Regions from separate parts of the Mus musculus genome. Here region 2 is linked to region 1. Evidence: chromatin contacts called from public promoter capture Hi-C data. All regions are on one chromosome and are shown on one strand. The core of a region is the stretch at or near the end of the contact, and the rest is flanking DNA. Distances in the headings are between cores, read along the strand shown. Region 1 overlaps Sptlc3 (serine palmitoyltransferase, long chain base subunit 3). Region 2 holds the start of Tasp1 (taspase, threonine aspartase 1).

What was found. Promoter capture Hi-C pulls out the DNA fragments that hold promoters and counts their contacts.
Region 2: a promoter capture Hi-C map of cranial neural crest shows a contact between it and region 1. The contact joins the promoter of Tasp1 here to the enhancer-like site in region 1. A contact is called at or near these places in 2 of 39 promoter capture datasets (cranial neural crest and neural stem cells), 2 of 484 Hi-C or Micro-C datasets (adipose-derived mesenchymal stem cells and nephron progenitors), 1 of 115 datasets of contacts at active chromatin or transcription factors (astrocytes) and 1 of 9 other capture datasets (adipose tissue).

What each region holds. Positions count from the first base shown.
Region 1 is chr2:139,605,767-139,613,709 of GRCm38.p6, reverse strand. The region is part of intron 9 of Sptlc3 (serine palmitoyltransferase, long chain base subunit 3); the gene reads right to left. Among named protein-coding and RNA genes, the nearest start is that of Ism1, 68 kb to the left of the region's middle. Within about 2 kb of position 4,814, at least 37 of the 459 cell types and tissues checked have an H3K27ac peak or open chromatin away from gene starts, as enhancers often do.
Region 2 is chr2:140,063,456-140,071,398 of GRCm38.p6, reverse strand. It overlaps Tasp1 (taspase, threonine aspartase 1), which reads left to right and starts at 4,594. Exons shown (of 14, transcript NM_001159640.2): 1 at 4,594-4,645.

The DNA.
Region 1 (7,943 bases), core at 3,565-6,064:
TTCAGATTTTCAGCCTTACCCCCTTGAGAGATTAGCTAGGTTAACAGAGGCCACGAATACTTTAACCTTCACTCCAATGCTGTTAAAACAAAAACAGCTGGGGCAGAGGAAGGAAAAACAAATAAAACACAAAGCCTCTCACTACAAAGCATTGCAGTCCCCTAATAAAAACAATGGTTTGTGGCGTTTCCAGAAATATGTTTAGCACAACTCAGTCTCCGGGAGGAGCAGAAGGAATTGCAGATCGTGGAAGCTGTCAGAGTGACCTGTCTTGAAGGAGAAAAATTTCTTCTCCACCAAATCTCTGGCATGCTCAGGGGTGGAGAGAGTGGGTGGGCAGGCATTGATTTCTACAATTGAGAAAGAAAAAGAGACGGGTTGATACTCTCCTGGGCCAACACAGTGTCACTGTCAGCAGAGACACATATATACCCAGATGCCAATGGGTGGCTTATTTTAGCATTTCTCATGCTTAAAAATGGACACATGGGAATACACACAACCTACCCTCGCTTAAATTATTTAGCACACCACTACTGTCCGAACACTGACTTGGGCAATCTAACATTCCAGCTTGGGTAGTATTACTTGAAAAATGAGGTCCTTGTCTCCATAGATGGAAAGTATCTTTCTGTAAAACATTTCTCACCATTTAAGCAGTTGGTATTTCAGAAAAATTAGCCAGTGGAAAATCAAATTGACGTTAGAGAATGCCTACAGTAGTATAAACCCTTTCTTAGTCCTGGCGTTCCCCTGACTGCTTCCCTGGCATGACCCAGAGTGTGGGATGCTGAGCAGCCCTGGCAGTAAAGTTTCCATGTGGCAGCAGGAACCCAGTGTCTGTTATTTTTAAGCACTGGACACCAGACAGGACATTTTGTTTCCAAGACACTCAGGGGCAGAGAGATCTCAGGGAAGATGAAGAGGCTACGGGTGGTGAGAACCGTAAGAACTGCATTAGCAGTGACAGACTTCCCAGTGGGGTGGAGACAACGGCGTTTGGAGTGGTTTGCTTAGAGAAGCACACATTTTTATAAGGCAGTGGAGCTCTCCCTTTTGATGTCAGGATTCCAAGGTTACAGCATGTTTTATAGCTACATACACATGTGCCAGGGGCTCTTTAGTCTGCACAGTCCTGGCCCTTGGGAATGTACACAGAGGAGCAGATTGGACTTGAGGCAGGAGCAGCTATCGTCGTGGCCTAATTTCAAGGGCTCTGAAGAAGAGCTAACACTACGAAGCTTCTCACACACACTGACAGCGATTTACCTCACCAAGCAGGATGAGAAAGATCATCTGCACGTTAAGGAGGAGCCGGAGAGTGATGTTTTGGAATCCTTTACAGATGTGGAGACTGAGGCTTGAGGGTTATGAAAATATTGCCAAGATAATGTGGGAACTGGATCTGTTCTATAAGATTCTCAAGAGTTAGCTCATTGGCTATGTGTTAGTCCCATGACATAAGTATACACGCATCTTGCACACAGAAAGCTCTTAAGACATGCAGAAGTTGGGCCGGCCATGGAAGCAGGAATGGGTGATGGAATTCTGGAGCACTTTGAAGAGAAATGATCTAATCAAGAGGCAGATAGAAAGTAGAATGCACAGAGTAACGCATGCCATTTGACGTGTGTATCACCAGGATACTGTCTCATGAATATTATTGGTTGAATGGTTAATTTGCATTTAAATGAAGAGTAGTATCTTAGCAAGGCTCTAATAGTAGAATTTAATACATTAAAGAAAGGATGGACTTCCCAGAGTCCTTATGAATTAGTGACTTTTAACATGCCAAAGGTTTCTGGAATTTTAAAAATTAAGGGTAATAGGAAAATAAGACAAATTCTCTTATATGCAGAATCAATTTCTGCCCCCCCAGCTCTCTCTCTACACACACACACACACACACACACACACACACACACACACAGACACACACACAGAGAGACATGTGTGTGTGTGTGCATGTGTGTGATCATATGAAAGTATAAAGAAGACTGTATTTTGAAGGAAGATGGAGACCATCAGGAAGAGGAACAAGGGAAGGTGATGGGAATGGATATAAGGATAATGTATGAAAATAATGAAAGCCATTATCTTATACATCAAGTAAAGAAACTAGCAGACATATCAACCTTCCACTTCAGAGATTATGTTCTAGAAGGTCTGGGGTTGACCTTTTCAAAGAGCTCATGGGACAGTTGCGATGTCTATCTTTAGTTAAGAACCATGGCTCAAAGTGACACATTACGTTGAGGTTGTTGATTCAATAACAATAATAATGATGACAAGGATAATAATAACAATGAAATTAATTGTAACTGAAGACAGCAGAGAACAATCAAAAGAGTTTCTGGGACCTGTCTGATCACCAGTCTGGGTGATGGGGATGATGGTGATGATGGTGATGATGGTGATGATGGGGGTGATGGTAATCACTGATGTATATACTTTCCGGGTTGTAGGAGGATGGCAACTCAGGATTTTCTGATGTATGACTTTTCATATATAGATAACAGCAAAGGATGTGTCCAAAAAAAGTCCTGGACTGAGTAACTGAGTTGATAAGACCCTCTAAAAAGGACTCCTAGAAGTCAGACAAATCAAAGTGGTCACCAGCAAGCAAGTGGTCCCTATAGGGAGGGGCAGCCAGATAGCTCATTTAAAAACCTTTGGTTTTTACTATTAGCTCAGATGTGGGGTACTGATGGAGCCCAGTCCTGATCCTTCCCCCATGTAACACCAGCACCAGGGTCAAGTGCCAGAGGGCTGTGAACCCAATTTCCAAGTTTCAGAAGTGACTCCACCACCACCAGTCTCTATCTCCTCACTCCACATCTTCCCTTCTTCACCTGTCAAAGCAGGAATAATGCTAGCTACACAGCACATTTCTTTCTAGTATGAAGATTAAATATTTAATCACTTAGTGGAGCGACAGGCACAGAAGAAATTCAATGTTGTAAAATTAAACAAAAATGTGTGTTTTATATAGTGGGCTTCCAAAAAATTCCACAGTTCAAAAATAGTAAAAATCATTAGTTTGAGCTAAAACCTGGCTGTTTGAGTTGGATTTGCTCCCAAAGGCTATCCTCATGGCCAGTGTCACTACAGTTTATCAGGCTGTCCTTTAGTTCTTCTAGATTTTTTTTTTTTTTTTTTGCGGGAAAACAGAGATTTGCTTTCATTATTTTTTGTCTTTCAGAATTTATTGTTCCCTGGAGTAATTTTCACTCTTAAGTATTCAGTTTGAAGCAGATCATTGCTGGGAATGTAACCCTTGCAGTCATCTCACAGACATGTGTGCATACACACACACACACACACACACACACACACACACACACACTCCTTAAAGCTCTAGAGATATGAACAAGTATTGACACCTTGCTGCAGTGACTGACCCCTTAGAAGAGGGTCTTCTAGAAGAGAGAGACTTGAGGAAAGAGGCCTGGCTCAGGAGACTCTTCTACTGTTTTTTGAGGATGAAGGAGCTACCTGCTAAGGAATTGAGTGACCCCATATGTGGAGAATGACTCTGGCATTCAGCCAACAAGAAAATGGGGACCTCAGTCCAAATGCATCCCCAAAGGACTGAGTTTGGTTATGGGAGAGCAGCCTGAGTTGCTGGAAAGGGTAGATGGTGCCATCTTACTTTAGCCTCCTGGGGAGGCTCTGCTCAGAGTCTCACCAAGGTAACTGATAATAAACGGGGCATTGTTTTAAGCGGCCACTTAGGACAATTTGTTATGCAGAAACAGAAAGCTAATACATTCCTTATAGCTCAAACTCACACACGCTGGGCTTCATTAGGCATGAATCCACCTGCTTAATCCTCCCCAGCTGTGGCTGGTGAGGGAGCTGGTTTCCTCTATGAAATTCTGCAAACCAGAGTGAGGCTGAGCACGTTTCGCTGCTGCACAGTTGTAAATGAGTCCATGATGAGAGAAACAAGGGTTTGTGTGGATACTCGCTCGTTTTCACTGTAGAATTATGGATAGAGTTCTCTTCTTTGCTTCTCTATTTGTACTGAAACAGTATGCGATTCTATGTGTGTTACATCGCAACTCCCCTGTCTCAGAGCCTTTTCACTGAAAGCCTAAGAGGAGGAGGAAGCATCAGCGGGGGTTTCAAATGGCTGAGAGGAAGGGGCCACAGGATCTTGGCCCCTGTATCATCTAAAAACCAAACACTTCCCCCTTTAAGCTTTGCTAGGGAAACTTTGTAAGGACTCCCAAGCCAGGGCTGATTTCACTAGACTGACATAAAAATTCTATCATTAGCTAACCCCTAAGATGAAGCAAATGAGGAGGCATAAGGCCCTGGAAAAGTTTGCCGGGCGTTTCTGTGTAATCAGGCAAATGTTCGCTTCCTATCCAAGAGTTCAGTGTTTTGGCTAATTTTGTGTTCATTGGACAAACTCAAATTGTCCCGTGCGTATACGAACAGAAATAAGGCAGGGAGTCACATGCCTGCCACCTTGATCGCTGACCCCGACCTTAGGTCTGCTCACACAAAAAAACCAGGTAGAACTTCTCTACCCACCAGCACAGGTGATTAATCACGGACCGAGGCAGGCCCTCAGTTGAAAGCCAGTGGAGCGTAGCACTTGACATCTGGTTTGTATTAGCTATTGCCGAAATGCCAGTGGCCTGAAACCATTTAGAAAACGCAGCTCTCCGTGCCCTCTGCTTCCTTCTCGGCTTCTTTCTCTGTCTCCAGCTGGTAACCAAGTGGCAAATATATTTAGGAAGCAGCAGCTAATTCCTCCCTCAACAATGCCAAGGGCCTTCAATGCCAGGGCCCTCAGACAGTGTACTTTGCATGGAATTCTGTCAATGCCTCTTACATTCAGCAAGGGATCTCAGAGGAACAGAACAAACATGTTGCTGAGTTTGACTGGAAGGGGAAAAAAAGAACCGGCAGGAGGGCCCATTTTCTATTCTCTGAGCTCTTTGCTGCGAAAGACAATGAGCAATGTGAGAAGACCTTTTAAACTGCGTGCTTAAAGACAGACTGTTTATCCCACGGACCACAGTCCCTTTTGCCTTCTTACTATCTTTTCGTAGCAGAAGGGACAGAGTTTTGAATGAAAATTAAATTTCCAGAGAAACACAGGCAAGATAAGCTTAGTGATAGCAATGAATAAGCATGCTTAGGAGCTAGCAAACAACTAGCATGGGAGCAAAGCAACGTCTGATGCAAGAAGTTTGTACTGCATCTCATGAAAAACACAAACTGTGAAGAGACTAAATTCCTCTTGAGAGCTAATGGCTGTCACCCACCCTGCTCCCTTCTTTCTCAGTCTCAATGCCCTAAATCTTTGCACTCAGGCACTGTTGTCTTTAAACCTATCAAACTCAAGTGTAAAAATATACGTGTCCTGTTCCAGTGATCAGAGCAAAGGTTGAAGGTCACAGCTGGAAGGGGCTGGTGCCAGTTTCTCCAAGTCCACTGTTAGGTTAGGAGCAGGGTCAATGCCTCACTTGCCCCTCTCATGGTAACCTTTCAAATGATCAGAATGAACGGAATAATCTAGACAAAACGATTTAGAAATGAAACATGGTTGTTGTTGTTGTTGTTGTTTTAGGTTAAATATATTCTAAATATCAGTCACTTATTTTTTTCTCTTTTCTTTGTCTTCTCTCTAAAAGGTTCATTAAAAAAACGAGTTTCAAAAAAAATAATGAGGTTACATGAAAGACTTTGGCATTTTATTTAACACTTATCTTAGCAATTGAGTGAAACCCAGATATTTAAGCTTTAGAAATTTTACATAAGTGTCAGAATGAACTATTTGACAGGAACTTGCTCCCTTAACCCTATAACGATAGTAAGAAATGGTTGTTTTCTAAGACCCTGAAATGCTTAGGGTGAAGCTGATCAGAGTGTTTTCTTATGAACTCAGTCTTGGTAAGGGATATCCAGGTCCCATTCTCTGGGTTCAAAATTCAGACTTATGTGTTTGGTCACTAAGCCAAAGGTTGGCTATAGCCACAATATGAACACTTGAGGCTCTATCCCTCCTTAGATATTAGCTTCCCTTAGTCTCTGCTCTCAAAAGAACTCAAGGAGAACTAAGTGGGTGAAGAGGCACTGACTAGAAAATAAATCCATCCAAGTTCAGATAATTAACCCAAGTGGTCATCTTCTTAAATTACAATTTGTAAATTTCTTATAATGGTACCATTTTCTGTTTCATTATAGCCCTTAAAATTTTTCCAAAAAACCCTTTTTCACTGTTTCTGTATAAATTTAAGACCTTTTCTAATTTTGTGTCAATTTTAATTTTTTTCTAGTGAAGTATTATCCTCAGGGTCCATTTTCCACCACCATAAAGTATATGGTGCTTCAGAGTTTATAACCCAGTGGTACCACTACTACTATGCACTATGGTGGAACACAGTTCTGTGAGAATGAAGAGAAGTGGTTGTAGTCAAACAGAGCTAGTAGCCCTGAGAACTTACGTGAAAAAGAGATCTTTCTAGTCCTCTAGGTACCATTTCCTCTTTGTTCTTACCTAATCATATTATATCCAGTTCAAGAGTTCATCTATTCAGCCATTGGAGAGAGACTGGATAACTGCCTAAAATGTACAGGATTGTAACGCCACTCAGGAAGTCTGAGGATGGCGAAGATGTTGGTAACCTTTTTTTTTTAATCTCCTGGGTAGATGGTTTCATGTTCCCTTCCAGGCCTCAATGTGGTTCAGCAAAATCATGTGACTGGGTGATGGCCAGTGAATTTTGGAGGAGAAAGGTAATTTACGCCTCCAGTCACAGCCCATGAAAGTGGCATGCATAGTTCAAGTTCCTTGCACTGTTGGCAAGGTTGGGAATCTCTTTTGAAAGAGTCTTCATCCGCCCTCCCTTACTGTACTACAGATTGAGCTGAGGGTGCTACATGCAAGGCAAGTGTATGTCTCTACACTCCCAGGCTTCTTGTTACTTTTTGTTTAGAGACAGAGTCTCGCTATGTTGTCCAGGCTGGCACTGAACTTGCAATTCTGTGTCTCCACCTTTTAACTCAAGGAAGTAGTAAGTTACTATTGTGCTAAATGAATGATATGTTGGGATATGTTGAGGGTTGTCTGTTCTCTCAACCAAGATACTGCCACCGATCCAAAAATCTGTAATGAGTGATTACTATAAAAAGCTATCAAGAATCCAGAATTCTAATGCCTGGCTACCTTTTATTAGCTGTGGAGTATAAAAGTAACCCCACATTTTCCTGTGGAATTTTAGTTTCTCAACTTCTCATTACCATGCACAGCATAACCCCACAGAAAAAGACATTGAAGTGCAAATGCTTGTTAGGACAGAGGAAGAGAGGGAAGGAGGGAGCAAAAGATCAGATGCTAGAGTCAGTCTACTCACCTTTATTTCAGAAATCTAGTCTCTTGGACAGACAGGGTTAGATGGGGCACAACTCCTGTTGATTACTATGTATTAAAAAGTCAAATGCACCTTTGAGTTTTAGATGGTGTCTCCATAGGAAGTGCTAAGTGAGGGATTCTGTTAGCCTGCTTGGATAATTAAAGGCACAGTTCTGTTTTGGCTTCTGCTATTTGGGTAGTGTTGGCTGGAATTAGTCTACCTACTTCACTTCTATGTCTAGACAAATCCTAGTGGACATAATGTAAAAGCATTCATTTATCAAAAGGCTAGAACAGTGAATCTAAATTTGGACTCATGCATGGATCCACCCAGCGAGTGATTCTAATTCTAGCATTTGAACCAAAATAGCTTTATAGATGATATTTAAGGGAAGGGCGGTACAAGTGCTTTTAGATGGTATGCAGGTGGCAAAGGTTGAGGGGATCTGATTTATACCAAAGCCAACATTTAGTATGCAGTCATTCACAAGTTTGATGCTTCAAGACATGATTTAAGACCTGATCATCACTACTGATTTGAAGAGCTTCATTAGTATGTGTGTGACTAAAT
Region 2 (7,943 bases), core at 3,345-5,844, 460 kb before region 1:
TAGGGTGGGGAGCCGAGAGAGATACAAAGGGGGTTTGTACCTACAATTTAAACTTAAATATTTGGGGGAAAGCTGCTACTAAGCTCACACTGGTTTCAGATCAATAAATTTCTCATTTTATGAGTGAAGTGGGTGGGGCACTGTTCATGGATTATAGTAAAAAGTGACATTTTGAGAATGCAGAGAAAGATGCTAAGATAAACCACAAACTGTTGCTCAGGCAACACATGTAGATTGCCTGGTGGATGAGGAATGGTGACAGAGCTGGCCAGAGACACAGCATTACAGATGGACAGACTGACAGCAGGGTGAAGCAGAGATGGCAGCTAGACCACTTTTAATTCTACTAGTCTTGGTCAGATTTCCATGTGTCATCAGGACTTGAAACTGAATCAACTAATTTACCCTTGCTTTGTCTTGCTGGTGGTGTGAAAGCCTATGGGAAGAAGGAAGGAATTTATTGGGAGGCTGGCAGGTAGTTTATGTAATTGAAAGAAAAAGCAAAGAGAGAGACCTAGAAAGGCAAGGTCTGGGGTAGCAGCAGGGAATCAGTGAGCTGACCTAAATCTCAGCAGCTTCTTTTATCTTGCCTTATCCTGAGCAAAGATTCCAATTCTGGAAGAAGCAGCACTGGATTACCGTGAGTCACACGTCAACCTCTTGGCTAGATAAATTCTAATCATCCTTGATCCCTACTGATAGTCCTGTTTAACCTGGATCCCCGTGGTTAGGCACAGTGAGTGAGTGAAAGGGCAGTGGAGTTCCCACAGAGTGTCACCAGGAGATATGGTGCCACTTTTGCAGGGACACTGCTCTCAGAGGTTAAGGAGACTAAAACAGACTCAGAAAAAGACATGCTCTGAAGGAAATACAAGGACAATTTTATATATATATATATATATATATTTTTTTTTTTTTTTTTGAGGCAGAGTCTTACTGTGTAGTCTTGATTGGCCCCCATCTCAGAGATCATTTTGGCTCTGCCTCCCTGGGATTAAAAGCACAGCCTGCCTCAAAGACAATTTTATTGGCATTTGAAAGAGAAAACAGGAGGGCAGGCCAGCTGAGGTCTCTTGGGGGCTGACGAGAGAGAGAGAGAGAGAGAGAGAGAGAGAGAGAGAGAGAGAGAGAGAGAGAGAGAGAGAGAGAGAGAGGGAGGGAGAGAGGAGAGAGGAGAATGAGATCACGCTTTCTTAGAAGTCAACGTTCAGTTCTCCTTGAATGTACACAAACCGGGTATCTATTCCATCACCCATCACCGGGAGCTTCTTACACAAACTAAATACCTGTAAAACAACAACACAAAACAAAAAACCCAAAACCCTCTTCAACATTTACCACATTTATTAAGCCAGCATGGTGGCTCATGTAATCCCAACACTTGGGAAGGTGAGGGAGGAGCACGCTTGGAAAGGTCCTCAGCTGCACTGTGAGACTTTGTCTCAAAAACAAAGAAAAAAAACCCAATTAGCATTTATTTATTTATTTATTTATTCATTCCTGGGCTCACTCCCATCTCAACAATTAGCATTTGTAGATTACTCACTATGGGGCTGATACATTTCTTTCTCTCTTTCTTTCTTTCTTTCTTTCTTTCTTTCTTTCTCTCTCTCTCTCTCTCTCTCTCTCTCTCTCTCTCTCTCTCTCTCCCTCCCTCCCTCCCTCCCCTCTTTCTTTCTTTCTTTCTTTCTTTCTTTCTTTCTTTCTTTCTCTCTCTCTCTCTCTCTCTCTCTCTCTCTCTCTCCCTCCCTCCCTCCCTCCCTCCCCCTCTCTCTCTCTTTCTTTCTTTCTTTCTTTCTTTCTTTCTTTCTTTCTTTCTTTCTTTCTTTCTTTCTTTCTTGACAGGGTTTCTCTGTGCTAGGATTAAAGGTGTGTGCCACCACTGCCCAGCCACACAACAATTTTTTTTCTTTTCTTTTTCTTTTTTTTTTGGTTTTTCGAGACAGGGTTTCTCTGTGCTAGGATTAAAGGTGTGTGCCACCACTGCCCAGCCACACAACAATTTTTTTCTTTTCTTTTCTTTTTTTTTTGGTTTTTCGAGACAGGGTTTCTCTGTATAGCCCTGGCTGTCCTGGAACTCACTTTGTAGAGTAGGCTGGTCTTGAACTCAGAAATCCGCCTGTCTCTGCCTCCCATGTGCTGGGATTAAAGGCATGCGCCACCACCGCCTGGCACACACAACAATTTTTAATCCTCATTTTACAAATGTGGAAATTAAATAGTAGGAAGATAAAGCAAATCGTTCAATGTTTTAGTTAAGTGGTAGAACACAGATATATAAACACTGATTCTTCTGTTTCTAGAATCCTTGCTGTTAACTTCTACTTTATGGCTACCATTCACTAACTAAACCATTAAGAATTTTTTTTTTTTTTTTTTCCTTCTGGGCTGGAGTGATGGCTCAGCAATTAAGAGCACTGACTGCTCTTCCAGAGGTCCTGAGTTCAATTCCCAGCAACCACTTGGTGGCTCACAACCATCTGTAATGGGATCTGATGCCCTCTTCTAGTATGTCTGAAGACAGCAACAGTGTATTCATATACATTAAATGAAAAAAAATCTGGCCGGGCGTGGTGGCGCATGCCTTTAATCCCAGCACTTGGGAGGCAGAGGCAGGCGGATTTCTTAGTTCGAGGCCAGCCTGGTCTGCAGAGTGAGTTCCAGGACAGCCAGGGCTACACAGAGAAACCCTGTCTCGAAAAACAAAAACAAAACAAAAAACAAAATCTGAAAAAAAGTTCTAAAGAATTTTTTTCCTTACTGTTCTCTACATTCCCTTTCAAATCTTATGTGCTGCTTACACAGATAAATTTCATAACTGTCTCTTAATTTTTACCCATAAAAGAAAATTATTAAGAAGATATCTTAAACAATATAAGAATTATTAATTATGTGTTTGGGATTACCAGCAGATGAATTTTTTTTTCAATTCACATATTTTAATCTAGGGATGACAGGATAAAAATCACTAAACTCCTCATCCTCAAACTGCCTTCTTGCACTTCGTTCTTGATCATCTAAAAGCCCCGTTATTGGTTGCTCTCCTCTTCTGGGGCGTCGGGCTTATCACCCTTCCTGCTCCACCGCTAAGATTAAACCAAGAAATTCCACAATCCAGTAATGCTTTAGGTGCGTTACATTTACCCAAAGGGCTTGTTAAAAGACCAGCCTTTAGGGAGGCAGAGAGATAAGCGGATATGAGTTTGAGGCCAGCCTGGTCTACAAAGTGAGTTCCAGGACCACTAGGGCTATACAGAGAAACACTGTCTCGGAAAAAACAAAACAAAACAAAACAACAAACATTCATTTAGGTGGATTCTAAGAATTTGCATTTTTAAGTAAGAGTTTAGGTAATTCTAAACTGCTGGTCTGAGACCTCACATAGGATACATGTGAAAATACATGCTGAAACATCTCATCTAAAAATCCAAAACCTCAGCTGCTCCCACACTGTGCACAAAACTATTTAAAAATGCGTTACAAAATTACCTTTAGTCTCTGTGTATAAGGTCTGCATGAAATACAGCTGAGTATTTTTGCAACTGGAGTCTCATCCACTGCTTTGGTTTGGGACCAGGGACAAGGGACTGAGGCGCATATTTTACATACCAAAGCACACCTGAACTTCAGTTTCACTCAGCATCCCTCAGTCCCTTCTTGGCGAACCCTGCCCCAACCCTGAACTTTCCAGTCCAGCGGCCGAGCTGCCCTTCCCCCAGAGGCTCTTCCCTCTATAATCAAGATATTTTGGTCTCCCTTGTTTTCCTTCTCTTCTCTCACCTCCAATGCTCCCCTGGCCTCAATCCTTGGGGCCAGTGAACTCCCCTGAAAGCAACTTCCCAATATTCTGCCTTTAATATAATCTTAATTGGTTTGAATTGGCTCATTTCACCGTTGGAGAAATAACCTATCACCCAGGACGTTTTATTATGTATAAGCAAGTATTTCAAAATTTGAAGAAAAGAAAATTCCCAAATACTTCTCAAGTATCTCAGACGACTGATACCTAACCTGCAGTGTTCTATTCCTTCTAATCTCTGCTCCCCACAAACAGGCTGTCAAACCATTCTTGATACTAGTTACAAGGATTGCTACTGGCTCTTGGTCTTTGATCTTGGACAGTTAAAGACTAACTACCTTTTCTGACTCCCACTTAAACAAAACCTAGGTTGAATCCTGCTTTTCCATAGGGGTCAAGGCTACATGGATGAGGGAAGGGTTCTTCTGCAACGCCCTCATCAATGATGGCTACTATTTTCATAACGTGCAACCCGCTCGTCAGTCAACTTCGTGGGTAACAGGTAGACACATCCTCAAAGCTAATTACCGAGCACAATGAAAGCAAGGTGGGCAACGGCGATTGTATAGCTATGACAACAAACAAACCCCCAATAGGCCAATAAATACATATTTTAAAAAACCCTCAGATATCAGAAGCCAGAAATAACCGCGGAGTGTCTCAGCTCAAACGCTTAAAGAGAGAGACGCTATAGCCTAGGCGATTAGGACTCAGGCTCGCGGGGCGTCTGCTTCCGGCCACGTGTGCACGTCGACCAATGGAAAGGCTTTACGCCACTCCCGCTTCCTCACCCTGGCAACGGGCGAACGACTACTTCCTGTGTGTGAGTGCTCTGCGCTGACGCGGGTGAGTGTCCCTCGTTCTGACGCTGTCCGCGTCGCCGCTGCCTAGCCTCGGTCTCCGTATGGTCCGGCAGGCCCGCGTGGCGTCCTCACGCCACCGCTCGGGACGGCTCTCACGGCGCCACCTGTCCGGCCCGGCGCAGGGCCCCACGGATTCCCCGGCCCGGAGTTGTGGTCACGCGTGGGGGCCGCCAGTTCCCTTGGCTGCGGAGTTCTCGGAGCTCTTCGCGCGCTGTGCAGTCCCAGGCTACAGGGAACTCACGTGTCCCAGGTCCACAGCGGGCCCGGGATGTGTCACAGACAGATGTCGCGGTGGGGTCAGAGCTTCCCTGAGTCTGTTAGAGCCCGGGTTAGCGTCCCGAGGGACATGTAGCATCCAGTCAGTGTAGAGGTGGCTAGGACTGAGTCAGTGAAGATGCTGGAGAGGCGGGCGAGTAGCTGTAAACTGGAGGTGTTTTGAAGTAGAAGGCATAGGGATTCCTCCGAGTTCAACTTAATTATACCGAGGAGAGGAAGGGAAGGTTTATTGGGGGCCATTGAACCAAGACCTTTCTTTGAATAACAAGCTAAGGGAGTTTATCTTACGCACTCAGGCGTTTGGTTATTAGAAGCAGTGGCCGTGGTTATTAGAAAATGCTTGGGAATTGCAGAACAAGAGATTAACATAGTTGCCGCCACTAAGGATTTTGTGCTTTATAATTTCTTAGGTGTTGTAGATGTCACCGACAAGTGTATGTGTATAATATGGTTAAAACTAGAAATTGCAGTTTTGTATATGTTGCATTCATTGCACGGATAGATTGGTTTTGCCTTTTTTTGGGGGAGGGGAGAGGGTTATTTTAGTTTATGTGTGTGACTGCTTGCATCATAATGTCTGCACCGCGAGCATGGGCATATCCGTGCAGGCCAGTAGAGGGCATCTGGGGGAATCAAGGATGGATGTAAGCCAGCGAGTGGTGCTAGGAACTTACTCAGGTCCGCTAGAAGCAAGTGCTCTTTATTGCCGAGCTGTCTTTCCAACCCTGGTTATTTTATTTTTTTTCTTATTGAGGTGTAATCAACACAGTACCAAAATCCTCTTAAATTGTAAGCTTCTCTCTCCCCCTCTCTCATTTTAAGGATTCAAAAGTTGTATGTATGTCGTTGCTGTCTAGTTCCAGACCAATTTTTATCACCTTCCCCAGATATCTTGTGCCCAGTACAGTTACTTACCCTTCTCCAGTTTCCCCCAACTTCTGATCCATGGTTTAGTATGTATCTTTCTGTTTTGTACGGTTTAAGTAAATAGAAGTATGTAACAGGTGTCCTTTTGTGTCTAGCTTCTTTCAGTGAGCATAATGTTTTCAAGATTTGTCCATAGCTATGTAATAATGCCTCATTCCTTTGTGTTTATGTTACCCCCCCCCCCATTGATTCTGGGGATGGACCCGCACACATGCTGGGTGAGCATCCTACCACTGATGGATGTACCTCCCCCGTTCCTTTTTATGGATATGCAGTTGGATTGTTTGGTCCTTCGGGTTATTTTGGAATAATTCTGTACACATCATATTTGTAACTTTTTGTGTGGATATTTGATTTTAGTTTTATATTTGATCTTTTTGTTTTTTTGGTTATGTATATAGAAGTGGAACTTCTGGGTGGTTATGTTTGGAGAACTCAACAGACACTTTCCAGAATGATCACAGCACATTGAATCCTGCAGATAAGAAAGGTCTTCATCTCCAGACACCTGTTTTGATTATATGCGTCTTATAGTGGTACTAGGGAAATAGTGTCTCACTATTGTTTTGATTTTTATGATGAATAATCTTAAGCATCTATCTTTGTATTTATAAAACATTACATAGTTTTGGAGAAATATTTAAGTTGTTTGACTAGATATTTTAAATTTTATTTTATGTGGATGCATGTTTTGCCTGCATATATGTCTGTGTACCACATTCTTGCCTGTTATCAACAGAGGCCAGAAGATGGCATCAGGTCTCCTGGGATAGGACTTAAGAAGGTTGTGATCTGCCATGTGGGCGCTGGGAATCAAGAGCAGCCAGTTAGTGCTCTTAATCACTAAGCCATCTCTCCAGCCCTAGGTGGCTTTTATTTTTATTTTATTTTATTTTTTTTTGAGATGGGTCTTACTGTGGCCTGGAAATTCACTGTGTAGACCAATCTTGTGTCAAACATCTGACTTAAGAAACCATTTCTGAGGCTGGGTGTAGTGTGGCACCTGCCTTAAATCTCACAACACAGAAGGCAGAAGAAAGGGGATCTCTGAACAATTTCCAGGGTAGCCAGAGCTACATAATACAGGGATTTTTTTTTCTTTCTCTCAAATAGACCTTGTCTCCAAAAACTAACCGAGCAAGCAAGCAAGAAAGAAACAAAACTACCACCACCAAAAAAATAAAAATAAAAATAAGGCCTAGTGAGATGGCTCAGCGGTTAAGAACACTGACTGCTCTTCTGAAGGTCCTGAGTTCAAATCCCAGCAACCACATGGTGGCTCACAACCACCCGTAATGAGATCTGATGCCTTCTACTGGTGTGTCAGAAGACAACTATAATGTACTTATTTATAATAATAAATAAATCTTTAAAAAAAACAAAAATAATCCGGGCGGTGGTGGCACACGCCTTTAATCCCAGCACTTGGGAGGCAGAGGCAGACGGATTTCTGAGTTTGAGGCCAACCTGGTCTACAAAGTGAGTTCCAGGACAGCCAGGGCTACACAGAGAAACCCTGTCTTGAAAAACAACAACAAAAAACCCCAAACCAAACCAAACAAAACAAAAATGCTGAATCCAGAGTCAGAAATATTTATCTATGTATAATTGCCCGTTACTCTAAGTTTTATAGGTCTGACTGATAGTTTTGAAGTGCTGGATTCAGTGTACCTACAGGGAGGGGTAGGGCTTTACTCTGCCTTCTCTAATTCTCCCCACCCTTGCTGACTACCCAGCCCCACCCACCACCCACACCCCACAACACACACACACACACACACACACACACACACACACAATGGCCTGGATATGTTTATCTTTTGTTTTTGTTTTTCAAGATAGGGTCTCTCCATGTAGTCTTGCCAGTCCTGGAACTCCCTCACAGAGATCTGTCTGCATCTGCCTCCTGTGTCCTGGGATTAAAGGAGTATGTTCCCCGACCCTGGCCCTTCCCCCTTTGGCATTCATCTTGAAAATCAACTGACCATGAATAATGTTACTGTATAACCCATCCCTTTCTGTTGAATTCTTAAGTTGCATATGTGTTTAAAATCCTGTATTATTCTATATTAAGCATA